2 separate regions of the Rattus norvegicus genome follow, and region 1 is linked to region 2. Evidence: chromatin contacts called from public Hi-C data. All regions are on one chromosome and are shown on one strand. The core of a region is the stretch at or near the end of the contact, and the rest is flanking DNA. Distances in the headings are between cores, read along the strand shown. Region 1 overlaps Ntrk3 (neurotrophic receptor tyrosine kinase 3). Region 2 has its middle 1.0 Mb from the start of Ntrk3.

The links. A called contact is a pair of places that touch in the nucleus more often than the background predicts.
Region 1: a contact with region 2 is called in a Hi-C map of Schwann cells, with 4 times the contacts expected there. The contact joins two enhancer-like sites. A contact is called at or near these places in 1 of 12 Hi-C or Micro-C datasets (Schwann cells) and 1 of 1 datasets of contacts at active chromatin or transcription factors (oligodendrocytes).

The regions. Positions count from the first base shown.
Region 1 is chr1:141,902,280-141,906,261 of GRCr8, forward strand. All of the region lies in intron 1 of Ntrk3 (neurotrophic receptor tyrosine kinase 3), which reads right to left. Among named protein-coding and RNA genes, the nearest start is that of Ntrk3, 8.7 kb to the right of the region's middle. Within about 2 kb of position 2,107, at least 32 of the 93 cell types and tissues checked have an H3K27ac peak or open chromatin away from gene starts, as enhancers often do. A contact at or near this core is called in Schwann cells, where this site is marked.
Region 2 is chr1:140,904,188-140,908,178 of GRCr8, forward strand. No RefSeq gene overlaps it. Among named protein-coding and RNA genes, the nearest start is that of Ntrk3, 1.0 Mb to the right of the region's middle. Within about 2 kb of position 1,599, at least 1 of the 93 cell types and tissues checked has an H3K27ac peak or open chromatin away from gene starts, as enhancers often do. A contact at or near this core is called in Schwann cells, where this site is marked.

The DNA of each region.
Region 1 (3,982 bases), core at 857-3,356, 1.0 Mb after region 2:
GGCTTCATAGCACCTACAGCAGAAATCGTGGTCTAGTGCCCTCTTGTGGCTTAACATGGAACTGAAGCGAATATACTTGATTGGTATGGTTGGGCTGAAGGAATTCAGAGTTGCTCCCTACCACAATGAAGACCTAAACTCTTCCTGCTAGGGCAAGTCCTGGAGTCCTCTCTGTGGCTAGCAAGCTAATTTGATTACAGTAACCAAAATGGAACCCACTAGTGAATGCCAAATGATATGGGGCAAGGATAGCAATGAAGCCATGTGGGACAATACTGGCAGAGGCTAGGTACTCCAAACTTAACCTGGTCAAAGGTTTCTGTCATCCAAAATCCTGGTGCTGGAGATGGGGAAGGCTTTGCCTGGAGCACTCTGACACTTGGTAGGCCAGCATATGGTAAGAACCATATGTTCCCTGTCCAGGTGACAGACAAATGCTTCTGCTACTTAGTCCCCTCCACCCCCTAAACATACACCATGGTGGCTCTCCTACTGCCTCCCGCAGCTAGTTCTAGGTGCTGGCTACTCTCACAACATCCTTTAATCCTTATCTCCCAGAGCCTCTGGATCGTTACTGTTCCCCACCTCCTACAAGCTCCACACACCAGTCAGACTCTGGGTACCCATCCCAGGAAAGGCACCTCACGGCCCAACTGACCCAATTTCTGTCACAGAGCTATTGAGGAACTTGGCTGGGTCCAAAGACAACAGAGGCAGGAAAGTCCAAATCTCCTGAAGCCACAATGAGCTGCCTCTCAGAGAAAAGAACAGCAGAAATGCTGGGGGCATGGGAACTCTTCTAACAGAACCCCCTAAGAGGAGAGGAATCTGTGGGAAATACCAGAAGTGGGAAGAACAGACGAAGGGCATGGAAATACCCTTGCTTGTGAAGATGCCAGTCTGGGATGCTCTGACAGGAAGAGGAAGAAAAACAGCCTTCAGAGCCTTACACGTCCTCACTGCAATCTTACAAGCAACAATGGGCTCTTCTTTATCAGCACCGTTTTCATATAAGGAAACAAAGGGCCAAAGAGGAAAAATAAAATAAAATAGCCAGTCCAGGTTACCACAGAGAAGTGGCAAGGTCATAATCAGAAACGCCACGTTGTCATTGCCCTGTGTACAAGGTTATTCGTGCAAAGGGTTCAGCTCACTCGGAGTGCTGTAAATGCTCAACCCGCTCCTGCTTTTCAGTGGCTTGGCCTTGAAAAATTACTCAAAAAGAAACTGGTGGGCAGAGATGGCTCATTAGAAAGAGGGCTTTGCCTGTATCCCTGGGCCAGGCAGCTGTGAGCTATCCTAGGCCCTCATGCTCAGCACAGAGCAGATGATCGAGCTTCCAAGTGCTGGTAACAAGTCCATGGGACTGGAGAGCACAAGAAATCGAACATCCTGCTCAAATCTGCCTAGAACAGAGGAGGACCAATGAGTCTCACAGCAGGCAACCGCTAACCTGATGACCTGTTAGCAAGACGTTTTCATACCCACTGGTGCACATTCCCCCAAGGTCTGGAGGGGTTAACACAAACCACCAAGCTCCCCACCTCTAGAAAGAACCAGACTGCCGCTTTTACTGAGCACCTACTTGGCATTCTGTAGTTGTCAAGCTTGAATTGGAGGGCAGGAAGGTAAAAGCTATTCTCGCGCTCTGACCAGCAGATTCAACAGCCTGAGCAAACGGTATGTGTAAAGCTCACTTCTTCCAAGACCCTGATTCCAGTGTCACTACTAACTTTCTGTGTCCTATCAAGCCTGGGATTTTCCTGGACAGGAACATATGTCCCTTTAGTTCGTTTCCAGTGTTTAAGCCAAAACTATGCTCCCTCCTGCTGCTTCTGAGACTGAGATGAGGGAGAAGAGGATGTTCCCTCCATCATAGGCTCCCTACAGCTTCCTCCCAGGGAGCCGGCTAAGCCAAAATACCCAGGTTGGGAGCCTCACATCCCCAGACCACACAAATAGAACGAGAGTAGAGCCGGCTCTACAGAGCAGCCCTCCCAGCCAGAAGCTTAGCCCTGACTCCTGGCAGGCTCCAAAAGCCCAGGCTGGCAATCGACCTGCCACTACCCCAGCTCCAGCTCTCTCTGGGTGAAACCACCAAGAATCGACGCGTGCATCATGCTGCCCTCTGGTGGCCACCAGGAGTCTACACACAGACGATCTCGGCAAGCAATAAGCCAGCGGCTTTAAGGTTTGTTTACAGCAACCTCAGACGTAATGTGCAGGGAACACTGAGGAGAGGCACTTGTGCGTGTATAAAGACGCCCCCAGATACGCACGCACAGCACAATGTACTGCTTCAGGAAGCCTGCATTAGGACTTCGAGTCTCACATAGCTCACCGCTCCCTTCTCTCTCTCCAGGGAATCTCACGAATCTTTCCTGCCCCTGCAATCCCTAAGCCTCTGGTGCAGACACAAAAGGGCAGTAGGAGGAGACCTAGAGAAGCAAGGCCCAGCATCCGTGTCTGCTTTGCGCTCCTAGCTTACTGGGCTGGGACATATCAATTCATCTGTCTGCCAAGTTCTTCCTCTGAAAAATTGGATCTAGTCCAAATGATTCTCCACCTCCTTTTCCTGATTTATGGCTCAAAGTCTTGATCTTTTTCCTAATTCAAGTCCTCTCAGTCATCCAGAAATGGAAACAGCTAACATGGCAATAGATGCTTCACAGGGCCTGTGAAGGAGGAGGTCAGTCATCACTTAATCACTTAATACCCTGAGACCCTGCGCGAAAGGATGAGTTAGCTAACCCCACTGCAAGAGTAGAAACTGGGGCCAGCGAGGTTCTATGATGTAGCAAGTTCATACAATCATGGGGCAATGGCAATAGGGCTTGCCCAGCAATGTTTTTGCAGGACCCTCAAGCTGTCTCCATGGGGACAGTGGTTGTCATCTCTCATGGTCATGGCTTATTACTAGAGGAGAGAGATGATACATCTATGGGCAAAAAGCACGGAAAGTCTAGGGAGAGGAAAGGACTGGAGGAAGTGAAGACCACTGATTCACAGAGACAGTAACATGGAGGCCTAATAACACCTAGAACTCCCCACTCAGGAATCATACTCCCAATGTCAGCTGCCAACTAGAACTGACCAGCTCTTCAGATTCCCACACACCTTCTGCTTGCATCCAAAGACAGTTCTGATATCCTAAAGCTCTAAGAGAAGTTACCTAGCCCTCTCCTCTCCTATCCAGTTTCTCTCTGTTCATGAACATCAGGAACATTGGCCTCATAATCAGGCTTCAAACCAGAGAGGGGATGTCGACCTCACAGTAAGCAGCTTCCAGAGTCCCTGCCAGACTCTGCTTGCACATGGGCTACTGTGGAGTCCGGAGACCTCAGAGGCCAGGACAATGTAGGGGAAGCCAAGGGTGCCTGGGAAAAAGGTGGGGCACAGCCTCCAGGAAGGTCAGTACTTTGGGAACAGAGGAGGGAGAGAGAGAGAGAGATCATAGCCTCCGTCTCCATTAGAGGTCTGTCTGAGGCTCTGTTGCTCCATAAACACCACCCTCACAAACATCCTACCAGTCTTCCTTGCGATACCAGCCAGGGTGTTCTCACTAAGCAAGCTAGAAGGGTATGAAGTAAAGCCTTGAGAGCCTCCTTGACTCCGTGTCCAGCCTCTTATTTTACTATTAACTTATAATAGTAATATATTCACCTACATGTATATCTAGGCATATGATCGTATACATTATGTGTCCGTATCATCCAGAAGGATAAAGACAATCACCTTAATATTTAAATGCCAGAATGTTTTAAAATGCCAGACTGTATGAAGTCAAGGTCCTTCTTAGACTCAGCTTCCCCATCTGTAAACAGGACTAGTTTATATTTAATTCATAGGGTTGGAGCAGTGTCTGGTATACAGTTAAGTGTTGAATAAATGATACTTATAGTCATTTATCTGGTCTTTACAATAACCAGTTTTCTAGTACTTAGTACTGTGATCAGTTTACTGAGCACACGGCAGAGCTGAC
Region 2 (3,991 bases), core at 349-2,848:
GTGCCACCTGTCATTCACCAGCTGTGTGACCACAGGTATCTGCATTCCATAACAGATCATGAAATCTCACAATTGAAATATAGGAACATGGACAGCAAAATTGCTTAGTACAGAAAAGCATTTGACATCAAGCCTAATGACCTGACTACCAAGAGTAGCATGATAGAAGAAGGATTACACTCCAACAGGTTGTCTTCTGAGCATGGTGTACATGCACATGTATGTGTTCACAAATACATATACACAAATATAGTTAATTAATTGATATAGTAAAAGAGAATAATTACCTTTATTTCATGGGCTATCAGAGGCTATGTACAAAATCTACACTTCTTGGTATTCAGGAGGTTGTAAACAAATGTTAGTGACTCAAACTCTTATTTGATGGGTAATGTATTTCTTCTAACTGATGTAGGCTCTGTTAATTGAAATTAATTGACACACTGAAGAAAAAGCTCAGCCAATACACTATTAGACCTGAAAGGCCATGAACATATGCATACACCATACACACATACATGCATACCCTCATATATAAAGACATACATACCCACCTACTCAAATAAAGGTATACCACAACCACCTACACACAATCTATTCTTGGAACGTTGAAATAATACAGTATTTTCCCCATATATCTCATTACCTCAGCTTCCTGTTAATATGATATATGCCATCCTAAAGAAATGGAGTGACTTTTCCAAGGTTACACAAAAGGGAAAATGGTTAAAGTCAGTCACATATCCAAATTGATTGTATTACACTAATATTAAAAGGGATCTTCATGCTTTCTGAAACACATAGCCCCTCTGTATAGTGCTGGTTGCCCATGGTAACAGACCATAGGCAAAAAGCACAAGCCCCTTTAGTATTCACTGATGTTTTCTCTGTTCTGTTCAGGGATCTCAAAACAAATCTCTTTATGTCAAATGAGGGCTTGGAACAAAGGCCTCATTGCAAATACCCACCCACTAAAACACTGGAGTAATCTAGAAGCTAAATAATACATCATACAATCTTGGTCCTCGGAGTCCTAAGAAGAATTTTGGAGAGCTTATTCTTCTTACCTTTTAACCCCAAACTGGTCCCAAACAGGATGAGAAGGAGCTGGAGAAATGAGCTGCATTCTGAGAGAATGCTCGATGGATACTGTTGTGATTGTCCTACCCTGCATAACTGCATGCATGGAACCTTACAGACAAGCAAAACCTAAAATAAAGGTAAATAAAAGAACACAGTTCTGATTCAATACAGAAGACAGCATGTCTTAATAGCACCCATCAACAGGAAAAGCCCATTCAATAATGCCAGCCAGAGGAGAAACCACTTAGGAAAGCAGCCACGTGGTGGATTAAAAAGCCTTTTTGTCAAATATAAAGGTCACTGAGGCAGTAAACTCCTTAAAGGGAAAGACAATGCATTCATGCTTGAGCAGCTCTGCCTGGAACACGACAGTGGCCATAGGAATGATAATACTGTCTGAGGAAAAAATGGACTTAGGGACATCATTTACAGACATAATGGTATAGAAACAGCCTGGATCTGAGAGAAACCAGCACAAGTTCTTCAACCACCCAGATGCCAACCAAGGACGAGTGTACTTGGCAATCTCTGGGAATGCTGTCAAGCCTTTTAGATGACCTTGCCTGAAGCTATGGTCTACTTGAACTTTTGGCTTCTAGTGAAATCATGCAGGTGAAAAGGTCCCAGGCAAAAGTTTCTGGAGTCACACAGAAAACCATGTCCTTTGTTTCCTTAGAGAAAAATGTCAACTCAGAAAAGTTTTGAAGGATGGACTCATGTACCCCATTGTGTTATGAACATATTAGTGAAAGAAAACAGAGCTGTTGTGGGTAGTCATGCTAACAAGGATCCACTACTGAGGGTGGTATGCAAGGCAACTGAATAATTCAAAGGAATTTGCTGGTGCATTAATTGTCCCTCCCAGTGAGCCTCTTTTCTTAGTTTTTATGTCATCACATCTCACTAGGATAGAGAAAGAGAATGCTAGTCTAGATCACTGGTTCTCAACCTGTGGATTGTGACCCATTTGCTTTCACGTATCAGATCTCCTGTGTGGCAGATTTTCACATTATGATTCAAAACTATCAAAATTACAGTTATGGCATAACAACAAAATGATTTTATGGTTGGGGGTCACCTCAACATGAGGAACTGTATTAAAACCTCAGAGCATTAAGATGGTTGAGAACCACTGCTCTAGATGAAAAGCCATCTATAGCAGAACCACTATACTCTAGCTCAGACACTTGCCTACTTAGAGAAGTATGCTCTAATACTCAGCCAAATCATGAATTAATCACTTACGATTTGGACCCCTGCCTTGTGCAGTTTCTGTGGATCTACCCTCTTTTCTCTATATACCACAAGATTAGTTTGAAGGCAGGTTCATTCATTCATGCCTGGGACAGAGCTGGGAATAGAGCTCAGTGATGGAGGGGTGGCCTAGCCTGAACAGGGCTCTGGGTTTCATCGAAGCATTGAAATAAAAGGAGAGAATGGAAAAAGGACAAAAAGAGGAGAGGGAAAAAGGTGCAAACAAAGACTCTGTCACTCACCATAGGTACTTGTGCAGTTTTTAATAATGCTACAAAGAAAGCAGTTTGCTTCTACTCTCAAGGACGTACCCTCATGTAATTATGTCAAATTACACTGATTGAATAAGGCAGGCCACATAAGCTAGATTATGGGATTTATTAGTTTGTCTAGTGTATAGAATTTGTCTGTGCTGAAAGAGTTGAAACAGGAATATATGCAAGCAGTACCTTCCTTGTCAGGGTCTATACATGTAAGGGACAGGAAAACCCTCCGGTTATTCCTAATAGCAAAAGCAATTTATCACAACAGGGAACAGGAACTCCTACAATGAATGTAGTGGATAAGAAAAGGAAAAAAGGGATTAAGGAGAATCTGGGGGTCAAGACAACAGGATTTATTTTTTTTTTTTTTTTATTAACTTGAGTATTTCTTATATACATTTCAAGTGTTATTCCCTTTCCCGGTTTCCGGGCAAAATCCCCCTCCCCCCTCCCCTTCCTTATGGGTGTTCCCCTCCCAACCTTCCCCCCATTGCCGCCCTCCCCCCATAGTCTAGTTCACTGGGGGTTCAGTCTTAGCAGGACCCAGGGCTTCCCCAACAGGATTTATTTTTAAAAAAGTTCTGAGGCTGCTAGCAAAAAAAAGAACAACAAGAGTAACAAATCAATAAGAGTAACTAATCAATTGTCACGAGAGGAAGACATTGCTTTTGAATATGCTTGGCCCAGGGAGTGGATTTATTAGGAGGTGTGGCTTTGTTGGAGTAGGGGTGGCCTTTTTGGAGGAAGTGTGTCAGTGTGGGAGTGGGCTGAGGGAGCTTCCTCTTAGCTGCCTGAGAATGCTAGTCTTCTCCTGTTTGCCTTCAGAACAGGAAGTCCAACTCTCAGCTCCTCCAGTGCCATGACGCCCTGGATACTGACATGCTTCCTGCCATGATAACAATGGACTGAATCTCAGAACCTATAAGCCAGGTCAATTAAATACTGTCCTTTATAAAAGTGGCCTTGATCGTGGTGACACATCACAACAAGAAAACCCTAACTCAGCCACCAAGACAGTTCAGATCAGAACTGGGTTGTTCATTTAATATTATCTAAAGAGCTCAGTCAGTGATAGGAGTTTGCTACCTTCAAGAAAAAAAGCAATGAAGGCTGGGAAGCTCAAGGCACCAAGTAGTTCTGGGACAAGGAAACAAGAAATAAATACCTGCTGTCCAGAGATCTATACAGAGAGAGGTGAAGAGACCAGTCATGGCAGGTTCCTTCATCGTAAAACATAAAGCAGAAAGACATGCAGGGCACATAGCACAGCGTCTCTCTTAATTTATAAAACAATTAGGTGGGTAGAGAAAAATGATTTTCAAACTCTGTTTCTTTATATGTAAAGTATAAGGGGTTGGTTGTGCTTTGTCCTGCATTTGTAGCTATAGATT